Linked DNA regions of Rattus norvegicus: region 1 is linked to region 2. A link is a contact called in public Hi-C data. All regions are on one chromosome and are shown on one strand. The core of a region is the stretch at or near the end of the contact, and the rest is flanking DNA. Distances in the headings are between cores, read along the strand shown.

The links. A called contact is a pair of places that touch in the nucleus more often than the background predicts.
Region 1: a Hi-C map of the A7r5 cell line shows a contact between it and region 2, with 1.8 times the contacts expected there. The contact joins the promoter of Sema3e here to the enhancer-like site in region 2. A contact is called at or near these places in 2 of 12 Hi-C or Micro-C datasets (the A7r5 cell line and mammary epithelial cells).

The regions. Positions count from the first base shown.
Region 1 is chr4:21,506,688-21,512,658 of GRCr8, reverse strand. Sema3e (semaphorin 3E) reads left to right here and starts at 2,285. Exons shown (of 17, transcript NM_001106579.1): 1 at 2,285-2,997. The coding sequence starts at 2,883.
Region 2 is chr4:21,456,551-21,463,318 of GRCr8, reverse strand. The region is part of intron 1 of Sema3e (semaphorin 3E); the gene reads left to right. Among named protein-coding and RNA genes, the nearest start is that of Sema3e, 50 kb to the left of the region's middle. Within about 2 kb of position 3,663, at least 5 of the 93 cell types and tissues checked have an H3K27ac peak or open chromatin away from gene starts, as enhancers often do. A contact at or near this core is called in the A7r5 cell line, where this site is marked.

The DNA.
Region 1 (5,971 bases), core at 1,036-3,535, 51 kb before region 2:
AGAGAAGCCAGACTGAATCAATCAGTTTGGAGAGGAGTCTGAGCCAGAACAGCCAGATTGAGACAGTTACCCAGAGTTCAGGATGAACTAGAAAGGGTAAGCTCATTCAGCAGCAAGCTTCCAAGACAGCAACTACGTCAGGTTAATAAAAGATGTATTTTGCAGTTACCCATTTTATTCTCCCACATGTTTATACAGCCCAGACTGACAACCTGTAGCATCCCAAATCAAACATGGAATCATCAGATATTTCTGTTTATCCAAAATACCCACAATTCACAGGGATACTTTACTTACTGTTGAATTTATTTTAATTTTTCAATTTCAAATTATCCACAGTACTTGGGATTCTTCCTAAGTATTGTGCCTTTCATGTCCTGATATGTCTATATTATTCTTGGATTATACATAATTACTTTAAAAAAAAATCCACTGCCCAAAATGTCATCCTGAAATGAGAATATGAATGGCAAACCCACTTCTGACTTTTTATTTTCTGAAACTAATTATTCTTAGTTTCTTTCAAAAAAGTGAATGGCCAATTTTGTCTCAAAGACTATTCCAAAGGATTGTCTGAAAACACATGGTGGAAGCTGGAGTTTCAAGAGTACTGAATGTTTAGTTTAACAGTCATTTCAATTATTAATTTATTTCACATTATCTGTATGCTTTCTATAAAACACACACGGAAAGGTAAAAGGCCATAGAAAGGACTAGAAGGAATGCACAATACAAACATGAGAAGAACAAAACAGAGCATATTTTGTGGTGTTCAAAAAAAATGGATTACTGTGGTAAATGTTTTGAAATTGCCTCATCCTTACTTTGAGGAAGTAAGAAATATCAGCATCAATAATATTTATTCTCCCATTTACTTTGAGTCTTAATGAGATGGCTGTGATGGTCTTGCTTTAACTCTATAGCAGACACAGAATAGACACTGAGATGTTAGGTAGATGTCAGTTGAATAAGGGTATTAATTTTAGTAAGTAATGCACAGACCCTACATTTAATTTCCCTGCCCTTAGATAATGCTGAAAAAGCTATCTGTGCTCTTGTTACTTGGATTCTGGAACAGAGTGAGATGATTGTGAAGTTACAGCATGTCCCAGTTATGTCTGTAGCTAATCTGCCTGGCTTTTAAACTATGCAAGTGCCTAGGAAGACCACCCCGCGTTAGAAGTCTCTACATTATGTTGTTTCAGTGGTAAGTACTGTCTAGTGTTTGTTATCTTCTGTGAACCTTGCAAATCTAATTATTTATAATCTTTCTCGACATTTACCTTTTGTTAAATATACTCTGCTTGTATAAGGACATGATATCCTTTAAACATGGGTAAAGAATGCCTGGTTGGACTTCTTGCTTATATACAACGTAGGATATTGCAATGACCTAATTTATGTTTTCGTTATAATCACATGATTTTAGGCACATAATTCTGACAACCTGCCCACAGCCATTGCTATATGTAATAAAGAATAAGAGGGAAGTCATCGTAGCTGATATCGTTTGTTTACCATTCAACTCTCAGCTGTCAGACCAAACAGCGATTGCAGTTTATTGCTGTCTTGAAATAATACAACTCGTTTCCATGCCAGCAGCTCTAGAATGGTTGGTTTAGTTTTTGGAGCGGATTGAAAGTAGATTGAAAAGCTGACCTATTGTGTTAAGTTTATTTACACAAACACGGCGTTATGAAAATAAACTCTGAGAGTACACAACACTGACTTCCCAGGTATTTCAAGTTCATTAGCCACCAGGTAGAGAATTTCAACTTCACCCACAGACACCTCATTCAGAAGACCAACACCTTGACCTTTAATCTTTCTTAAATGTGAGGGGAGATATACATTTTTGCTTTGGGAAAGTGAATCTACGGCAGATGTTTTTTTTCATACCAACCCATTTTTGAAACGATGGAAAAATGACATTCCCTCTTCCGCACCCCCAGGCTCTTGAAATATGCACTTTCCTCAAAAGAGTCAAAAGTAACATTCGTAAGATGGAAAATACAGAAAACTTGAATTGTGTGGAAACAGTGAACAAATTAATTTGGCTCCTGGAGAGTGGCAGATTTAGACCGTGGTTTTATTCAAAGATCACTCTTGGTGAATGAGCATTTCAACGTCCTTCCCGAGGCCACGTCTCAGCCTTTCACAAGCTCAAATAATCGGAGTATCCTGCAGGTCTTCCTGGCCCCGCCCCGTCAGGGTGAGGACCTGTCTCCCTAGGCTGGCGGGCGGGTCAGAGCCCGGGAGATGCGGCGAGGCACGTGGGCTGGAGACACTTCCTAGAAACGCGCACGGGCTCAACCCTGCCTGAACTTTCCTGTAAACAGAGCGCTGACAGGCGGCATCCCCACTGGGTGGATCCCGCGCTCCTGGCGCAAGTGGCACTTCTTGCTTTTAATTATCGAGAGGAGAGGCGAATACGAACTAGCTGCACGGCAAGTCAGTGCAGGAGGCTGACTTCTGCGAGGCTTGCGGGGAGGCTGGGGGAAGAGCTGGGGGAGGCTGCTGCTCTGCTCCGGCTGTTTTCTCAATGAATAGCTGGCGGGGAGACTGAAGCTAGCCACAGCCTCCTCCTCACTCCGCGGCTGGGTGACGGCGACAGCTCCAGCCGGGACCTGGCTCTCAAGACGCGCTCCTTGGAATGTCCTCTTGCTCTGCGCTTCTAACCCACGGGTCCCCAGGACAGAAAGGCTTTCCGGATCCAAATATTGGTCGGCAAATGGTACTTGGGAATGGTATTTTCTGATGACAACCCCTTCTGTTTGTGACAAAGCCTGTCGCCCGCAGTTGCCCCTGAAGAGAAGTACGAAGTAAAACTCAGTCCTGCCTTAAAGTGTGGCTGAGGGACCAGAGGAGAGTCAGCACGCACCATGGCACCGACCGGACACATCCTCACCTTGCTGCTCTGGGGTCACCTGCTGGAGCTCTGGACCCCAGGTTACACTGCGAACCCCTCCTATCCCAGGCTACGACTGTCTCATAAAGGTAGGTTACCTTTCCTTATCCTTTTGTTAGGAAAATGCCCAAATAGAAAGTCACTTAACATAGGTCCACGATCCCCACCCCCAAGACCCCCAAAGCGCACCTGAAACATATTGCGACACTTCACCCAGGATTGTAAGCACCTCTAGTTAACATATCCTACCTCATCTGGGAAAAGTGTTACATCGCATGCCAACTTGGAGGTGTTATTTTTGCCCTAGAAATATCAGATATTATTCTGGAGAAGTTCACTCACCACTGTGCAGAACTGAGAAGGTGGGGCGCAATTGCTCAAAGCTGGAAAGGCTAAGTCCACCAAGGGAGCTGTAGGGATTGAAACACCACTACTTGCATTATGGCAGGTATATGGGACCGGCTTTAAAAGTAGAGGCACACTTTGTTGTTACTGCCACCGTTGTTCTTGGATGTTTTGATTGTTTCCTTTATAATGAGATTGAGAGGAGAAAAGAAAATTCCTGAGGAATAAATGATATCCCCGTGTAATTTAAATGACTAGCAAATAATAGAAATTAGCCTTCACGCTGAGTTGGTTATTAGAATATTTTAATGTGTGGCCAAATAAAGTAGTTTTCTGGCAATCATGGTAAATTGACTTATAATGATTAAATATTGCTATGCACTAGCTATTTCTTAAGTGTGCATTCATGTATTTTTACTGAATGTCTGGCAGAGTGTTTGTTTTATTCTATGCACAGCTACATCATATTCATAAATAAATGATCAAAAGATAGGTTTTGCATCAGGAGCAGTCAAAACCAATCATGAGTCTTCCTGTCACCAAACAAATAAAGAGCAAGACCTGTTTTAAGAGGAAGTGATTTTGTTGACTTAAAAGGAATTTGGAATAAATTATTGGGAATGAAGTATTCATTGCCACCACCAATTAAGGCAGAGAACAGATGCAATAATAAGGATTACATAAGAGCCATTTTATTCAACCGAGTAAGCTTTTAAATTGTCTTTCACTACGGAAAGAAGAGAACCTGCGTTTTTGAATACAAGACAGACTATTTAGCAGAGGATGGAACCAGGAGGTCTGAGTTTTGTATGACATAATTGGCCTTTTTGTTTTTTTATCGTACAGCAGTAAATGTAATGGTGACTCTAGAAATTTCCCATCTTAATACTTAAAACTACGACTATCTTCTTGATTTAAATAATGTCCTTGTAACATTATGTACTAGGTACCAAAAATGGATTAAGCACAAATCACAACACATTTGTAACATGTTTAGAATGTAGTGTCCTTTAGCCCATGCCTTTTGAGTTGGGATGATATATTATGATGGGTAGCAAAGCCTCTATTTCTAAGAAGTTATAGCCAGACACATCAAAATGCAAAATTTGATGGGATGGAGAAATGAGGATGCCAGAAAAGAATGTTTCTTATAAGTAGTATTTATCCTAGAGCTATTATGCATGAGTTATTTCTTCCTAATTTCTTTTCCTGAGTGTACACTGTTGATATCACAAAAATTACAGGAAAATGTATGGACTTGGTAAGTGCACTGTTAAGTGAGGTGAGCCAAACTCATGCCAGAAAGCACTGGACGTTCGTTCTTTCTGAAGTGTGGATCCCAGCCTATAACATGTGTACTGTGTGTCTGTACACAGCAAGCAAGTGTGACCAACTCTAGGTGGAGTGTAAGATTTAGAAAGCAGAGCAAGAGAGGGTGACGTTAGGCAATGAGGAAGGATGGAATGTAGGCAAAGGGACACGTGAGTCATGAAAGGATACAGGGCTTGTTTTTTTCCCTTCTAGTTTCAACTTTGCCATAGTTTTTTCCTTTTTTTTTTTTTTTTTTTTTTTTTGTAGTGGATAACTGAAGCAAAACGTAGAGAAAAGGAAAACAACAACAGCAGCATAGGCTGTTGGTTTTGACATGCTGCTCTTCTGTTAAGCCTTCTATTAACCTTTATACCTCAGGCAGACTTGGCTTTTGGTAGCTTAGTCTCAGTATGTTTTCCAAACTGCCTCATTTGGTTCTGCACGGGAGAGCTTATAATTGGGTCAGCATACCAAAATTCCATGGTAAAGTTGATCTCATTTAAATATATATTTTTTTAATCAAGCTCGTCTTCAAGATGTCTCTCTTCATCAGGGAGATAAGTGTAACTGATTTTATGAGCCGTGTCATATGCTGTGGAAAGGATCTTCATGTATTTGCGTGTAGCAGACTGAAAACTCTCACAAGATTTTTCTTTGGCATTTCTTCTCTGTTTATTGGGACTGGCTAAACAGACAATTTTATGATGCTGGTTTTATATGAAGACAGTGTAGCGATATCTGTGAATAAAATGTTCTTACTTGTGAAATTTAGGAGAGTCAGCTATGAGATCACACCAGAAAGGGAACCTGGAGCAGCAAATGCTTGCCGTACCACAGGTTCCTCAGTGACAGGAAAAGCAAGGAATGTCAGAGCAAGGACATCCAGTTCAGTCAGCACAAAATGAACCATTCTCCACACTCTGGAATTCAGCAGACCTTCCAAGAGTCTTCCAATATTGGGAATCATGCAGTGCAGATTAATCTTCTGAGGTATTGAATGGTGACAGTAATTTTGGGTTTTTAGTAGCAGGAGGAATTAAGTAATTAATATTACCAGTGGTTTGTTCAGTCTTTCAAAGTAAGATATGCAGGTGTATGTGACATAGCACCTCTGTGCTGCTGCCTGACCCTATGGGATGACACTGTCAGGTCCCTAGAGGACCCATGTTGTGTGTATCCATCATTCTTCTCATGGCAGTGGTCTATGTTATGTGTCAGGTGGGAGAAGGGCAGCCAGTTTTCTTTTACTCTCCACTTCCAGCAACAACAGCAGCAACAACAACAAAATCTCCCCTCCCCCATCCAGGAGGAGATTTAACTGTCATATACAAAGCTTGAGTTAATTTCTACAAAAGTATATTCACAAACGTGTCTAGAGGCCAACTGGTCCTTTCATTTTTTGTTTGT
Region 2 (6,768 bases), core at 2,414-4,913:
ATCTACAAAGATTCTTCCCCTAAAAGGTTGCCTTCATATGCTTTAGTACATGAAAAATGTGTTAGGGGAGGTATGTCATTTAATACATTATTATCACCATTTATGGATCAATTGCTAGTAGCAAGACATTGATTGTATAATTTCCATATATTTAAAAAAACTCTTAATAGCTCTAGTTAATGGTAGAGTTCTTGTTCATCCTGTGTTCATAACTATTTGAATATGAAGAAATCTCAAAATAGATATCCCCTAGAAGACTATCGATTATTGAGCTAGAACAAATATCAGCACAATTACCAGGAAAAAAATATATATATATATATATATGCCCTCAACATGTATTGAGTATCCTATACAGTAACAAACTTGGAGGGTTCATTAGTTTAAAAGAAGATAAATGCTGGATATATCATCATGGACTGTGTATTGCAGGGACAAAGAAACTACAAAGAAAAGACATATCTGAAATGAAATGTAGTTCTGGATAGTACAGTGAAAGCTATGGAGGATTTGTGGAGAAGAGCCTTGTGTAATTGTGCTCATCAGAGAAGATTACTCTGTGAGTAGAGCATTGTAGCAGAGACGTAAACAAGGAGAAAGACTTAACTAAGAGAAAAGGAAGAGATCAGTGATGAATAAGGGAAAAACATGCCCGTGTGGCCCAGTTCCAGAAACTATTTAACATTTGCAGAGAACTAAAAACAATGTTCAGTTCAGGAGCATCAGATAATATGATATTAGATAAGCAGTGAGGAATATTGTCAGGTATACTAGAAATGCAAAAGAGATCTCACTTAGTTCTTCTTGGAAACAATGTGTATGCTGTTTTATGAAGAGCGGATGGGAGAGTGGCCAGATAGGAAGAAGAACAAAAAAAAGAGATGATGAGAAACTGAATGTATTTCAGTAATCTAATTCACTTAACATGCCCTGACACCTATCTATGAAAAATGCATTGTATATCAAACTATAGGAACTGGTGACTACGTATGGTTTCTTTGGGAATTGATGTTGACATCACCCTCATGGCTAAGTATGTTGAACATTTTAAGTGTTTCTCAGCCATTTGAGATTCTTCTAATAAGAATTATTTGTTTAGATCTGTACCCTATTTTTAAGATTGGCTTACTGGGTTTCTTGAATTCTTTGTATTCTCTGGATATTAGTCCTCTATCAGATGTTGCGTTGGTAAAAATAATTTTCTATTCTGAGGGCTGATGTTTTGTTCAGTTGATGGTGTACCTTGCCTTACAGAAGCTTTTCAGTTTCATGGGGTTCCATTTATTAATTGCAGATCTTTGTGCTTGTGATATTGGTATTCTGCTCAGGAATTTGCCTCCTGTGCCAATGTGTTCAATGCTATTTCCCACTTTTTCTTCTATCATGCTTATTGTATCTGGTTTTGTTTTGAGGTTGTTGATCCATTTGGATTTGAGTTTTCTGCAGGGCGATAAACATGGATCTATTTGTGTTCTTCCACATGGTGACAACCAGTTAGACCAACAGCATTTGTTGAAGATGTTTTCCTTTGTCCATTGCATACTTTTGGCTCCTTTATTAAAAGTTAGGTACCCATAGGTATTTGGATTTATGCTCAAGTCTTCAATTCAGTTTCATCGATCAACTTGTCTGTTTTTATGCCAATACCATATGGTTTTATTACTATATCTCTACAGTAAAGCCTAAAATCAGTGATGGGGATATCACCAGCAGTTCCATTATTGTCCAGGATTGTTTTCGCTATCCTGGGTTTTTTGTTTTTCCTTATGAAGTTGTCCATATCAAATGCTCTTTCAAGTTCTGTAGTTCAAGAGTTGTGTTGGCATTTGGATGGGAATTGCATTAAATCTGTAGATTGCTTTTGGTAAGATGGTCACTTTTACTGTGTTAATCCTACCGATCAATGAACATAGGATATCTTTCCATCTTCTGATATCTTCTTCAATTTTTCTCTTCAAAGACATGAAATTATTCTCATACAAGTCTTTTAGTTTCCTGGCTAGAGTCTCTACAAGGTATTATATTATTTGTGGCTAATATGAAGGCTGTTGTTCGGTTGCTTTCTTGTTTTTATTCTCATCACATTTGTCATCGGTATATGGGGGGGTCACTATTCTTTTTTATTTTTTAGTTAATCTTTCCAGCAATAAGTGGTGAAGGAGTTTATCAGTTCAAGGAGTTTACCAGTTGTAGAAGTTCTTTGGTAGGAATTTGGGGGTTACTTCTGTATACTAGGATAGCAATAATTTGACTCCTTCCTTTCCAATTTGTATTGCCTTGATCTTCTTTAGTCATCTTACTGCTCTAGAAAAAGTGAAACCCTGTGTGGACAAACAAACGCAACCAACCAACCAAACAACCACCTAAGGAAGGAAAAAGAAAGAAAGGAAGAAAAGAATAAAGAAAAGGGAACCCGTATTACCATCGAATACTTGATTTACGGTCTTTCCCCTCTGCTTTAGCTATGCTGTAATATTCAGGGCCTGCTGTGGTAAAAAAGGTGGCCTCTAGTGGAGACATTCTGTCCTGGTTGTTATTGTGTTCTTAAGCTGGTGTCTAGCATCTGACTCTCAGGCAATTATAGGTCTAGATTTTGATTTCTGCATTTATCTTTGTTGGGTAGGTATTTTCTTCCTTGGTTTCTGCTTCCTCTGAATATTCAGGGAGTGAGATTGTTGCTCATTGCTTGTTTTAGTAGCCGGGTATGTTCACACGGAATGCCTGCTTGTGTTGCTGTGCTAGGGGCTAGCCTGGGGGGATTTGGTCTAGAACAGTGAGAGCAGAGAAGGTAGTGGGCAGGCTACCTGGTCTTCTAATTGGAGTGGTCTGTGGTTGAGCAGGGGTGTCTTTTTGAGGTTCGGACTGGGACATATTGAACAGTGTGGGAGGGAGACCCAGAGAGATATACAGGAGACATAGGCATGGGGTGGGGAGCCACAGCTAGTGATTTGTTGCAGTTCGGGAGGAGACTGAGGGATTGGGTGTAGGAAAACAAAGAGATTATAGAAGGTCTGTGCACAGCCCAGTTAGTTTTCTGGCAGGTGTGACCTCTTGTTGACAAGGGCTTCTGATTGAGTTGGGGGCTGGGAGTTAAGTAGGGTATACATACATGAATGAGATTCATAGTAGATGTGAGCAAGGAGGAAGGAAGGCTGCAGCCAGTCTTCTGTTGCAGAACTAGGACCAAATATGAGAAATTAGGTCTAGGGGATCAGAAAAAGTGAATTAGGTCCAAGGGCAGCTAACTTGCTTATAACAGGCAGTCATTGCCTGTGTCACGAAGTCCTTAAGTTGGTTTTAAAACAAAAATCAGAGATAGGAAAGTCCAAGAGCCTTCCTACATTCTAGTATGTCTTTGTACATATTACTAGGGAAGACTCAACAATATGAATAAACCCTTTATATAATTTCCAAATCTACGATTCAAGCTCCCTTCCTAAATCTGATTCTCCTAACACAAGTGCCTTTGCTGTAGTAAGAAGACAACACAACAAACGGCATATCTCTTCTCGGAGGTCTCCTTAGAGCATTGAGGAGATTTCACAAGAATAAGCCTGCAAAATTTCTTTACTATTTCCTAGTCTAACATGCCAAACTTTAGGTGAGTCACTGAAAAGGATGGCATTGACAAGGTAGTCAGAAGTAGACATTTGACTGCAGAGCTTGGAATGCAATGCAGTGACTCAGCGAACTTGGGGAGACGCAGGACAGGGTGAATATGGCTGACAGAATGCAGGTCCTGGCACCAGGCAACATCTTCCTTCTTGTGTGTTTGTCCTTGGGTCTTCACCCTAGTACTGCTTTTTGTCTATCAGAGATGAGCCATTTTTCAATATCCATGAACAAACGGAATTCCAAAGATTATATAGCTGAAGGTTTTAAAAAATGCATCACACTAACAGTATGTAGCCTTGCAAATGAGCTAAGACCATATAAATATTGCATATAAGTACTGTTGACTTAATTAAATGGTAATAAATGTTTAATCATATTCTAATGTCGAGATCAGAGAAATTATTATTTTCTGATTAATTTAGAATTAATTTCTATATTAATGTAGTTATGTCAGAAAAGGAAGTCGTCACAAGGAAAGGGTAATTTTCTTTTTAATGTAACTGTACCTATAGACATTGAAACTAAAATTAAGATATCTTATTTTGCATTACTTATCTTCCAGTGTGTGTATATTCATGTGTACAGGTATCCTAACATCATCTAATGAAGCAGAATTCTTATCATTGAAAGATATGGTTGAATGTTGTTTTGGTGTATTGTGCTGGCAAGATCTGGTAGAATTGACACATTGTATCCAGCAGTGATAGGCAGCATAAGGGGCTATAATTTGCATCTAAGGTATTATGCTTCCAAATCCATCTTTAAAACCACAGACTTTATTCCTTTATTAAGTTGTATCTACTGATTTTTATTATTTGTGTATATAATCTTACTTAGATGCCTGATTTTAACCCATTGTTTAAAATTAAACTTTACTGTTTCATTTACTGTTTCTGTTTTTTATCCTTTAGCATTTGAAAAGGATATTTGCATTTATGATTAAAAACGGAAATGCTATTCTTTGTACTCCTGGACCATTAAGGGTTCTTTAGAAAGTAATAATTCCTTACAGACTTCCTTCTAACAAGTCAGCATTCTTTAGATTTGAATTCTCTTCCTTTTCTTAGCACATCAAGAATAATAATATTGGGTCTGTGTAGTTAATTTAATTACTTTCCACTTTGAAATGGCAATAGGATTTCCTACTATGGTGGGAGTCCTCCAACCATTGCCATTGATAAGCACGGGTCACAAAGTTTGTGAATGAAATAGAAGCATGCCAGCTCATGTCCAGCCACACACGGTAGCAGATGACATCACGCGGAGTTTCAGTGCATTGCCTGAGCTTTCTACTCCAGTAGCAGCATGATGATCAGTGGGCTAACTCATCATCCTTCTCCAGCTCTAGCTCATTGCTTGCAGTGGTCTGAAGATGTAATATCATTTTATATCTTTATTGTTTTTTAAAAGAATTTTATTTATTTTCTTTTTATGAGTACACTGTAGCTGTCTTCAGACACACCAGAAGAGTGCATCAGATCCCATTAAATGGTTGCAAGCCACCATGTGGTTGCTGGGATTTGAACTTAGGACCTCTGGAAGAGCAGTCAGTGCTTTTAACCACTGAGCCATCTCTCTAGCCCTGTCATTTTATAACTTATTTGCACTTAGGTATGTTAATTATCTTTACAGTTTTTCATGCTGAAAAGGTCAATGTTCATTAAATTAAAAACTCTCAAGATAGTAATTTGAAAAAGATTCTAAAATGTTAATTTAATTAATTAAACTATTATACTACGGATAAAAAACAACCAAAATGAGATATGTGTAGTCAAAACTCAGATGGCTGTATGGATACCACAGGTCCTTCAAGTGGGGAATTTGTGATGAATTTACTTCTCTTTCCTTGTGACACAGAACTTTAAATTACAAAGAGACTATTTCTGGACCCTTAAAAGGGAAAAGTAAATATTTTTATGAGTACTGGGTTTCAAGAGACTGTGTTTAGAAAGGTTTTAAAAACAGTTTGTAGTCTTAATGGTAGGATAATGCACACTATAGGAACATAGATAATACATAGATAGATGCTTTTATGTTTAAAAAACATCTGAGAAGTCGGACACATTAATTTTGATGCAGATTTTGGGAAAGATGCTGAATCTTGTGACGTTCTAAGTACTTAAACCAGGTACATTATGAAATAAATTAGTATTTTCATATTGTTTTTTTTATTTTCATATTGTTTTTGAGAGGTAGGCATAACAATAAATTTCATAGTAGGTACGTACAACGTTTTTATTTATAAAACTGTATTAAATATTAATTTAATTTTTCTTAAAATCCAAATTCATAAGAAACCTACTACTTTAAGTTCTATCAGCTTCCACAAATGCACACATATATGAAAGACATTTGAATGATGTTACCCTATAACTTGGGAATAATCCTTCCCCACTGCACAATAGGCTGTAAAATTAAAGGTTTGGGGCCAGGAATGGATTACTCCATTTTGAGTTATTACACATCTAAGACTCCCGGACATTACAGGCCATTGCGATTGCTCTTAGTAACTCTCTAGCTTGATGGTAAGATGCTATTTCCAAAGCCATCCTACACTTGAGTCATAAGGTATGGGGAAATCAAATTGGTACAGACCCTGAAGCTTCATCCCTGTTGGCTAGGTATCACAGTCCTGGAATGTGCTATTTACTTGGGAAAATAATCAACAGTAGTCTTACTCAACTGCGAACCTTGTAAGCTGTAGTCACCAGTGGTCTGGCAAGATACGCCAGCTGGTACAGCAGTGATGTGACTGTATTGAACACAGCTGACTACTCTCTAATTAAATGGAACTCATGTCTGATCCCACGTACTGCAACACGTACATCCAGTGTAAGCTTTTTGTGATTGACTAGGTTCTAGAGGAAAGCTAATACTATTATTTGATGGATTTACAAAGTTTCATGAACCCAATGTGCCAATATTCGAATAAGTTCATTTCTGTTACGTCTATATTTTAATCAAATTTATACACAGGTATGTCTATTCTGAAGTCATCTGCTTTTAGTTACAGTGGATCCTTGGTTTCCATTTTTTTTTCTTTCCAAGGAAAAGGTTTGTCCTGTAATAGTTGTGGGAGAAATAAGATACATTTTAATTTTATTGAATAACAACTATTACATATGTTTTATGAATTTATAGGGCTGTTTAAAG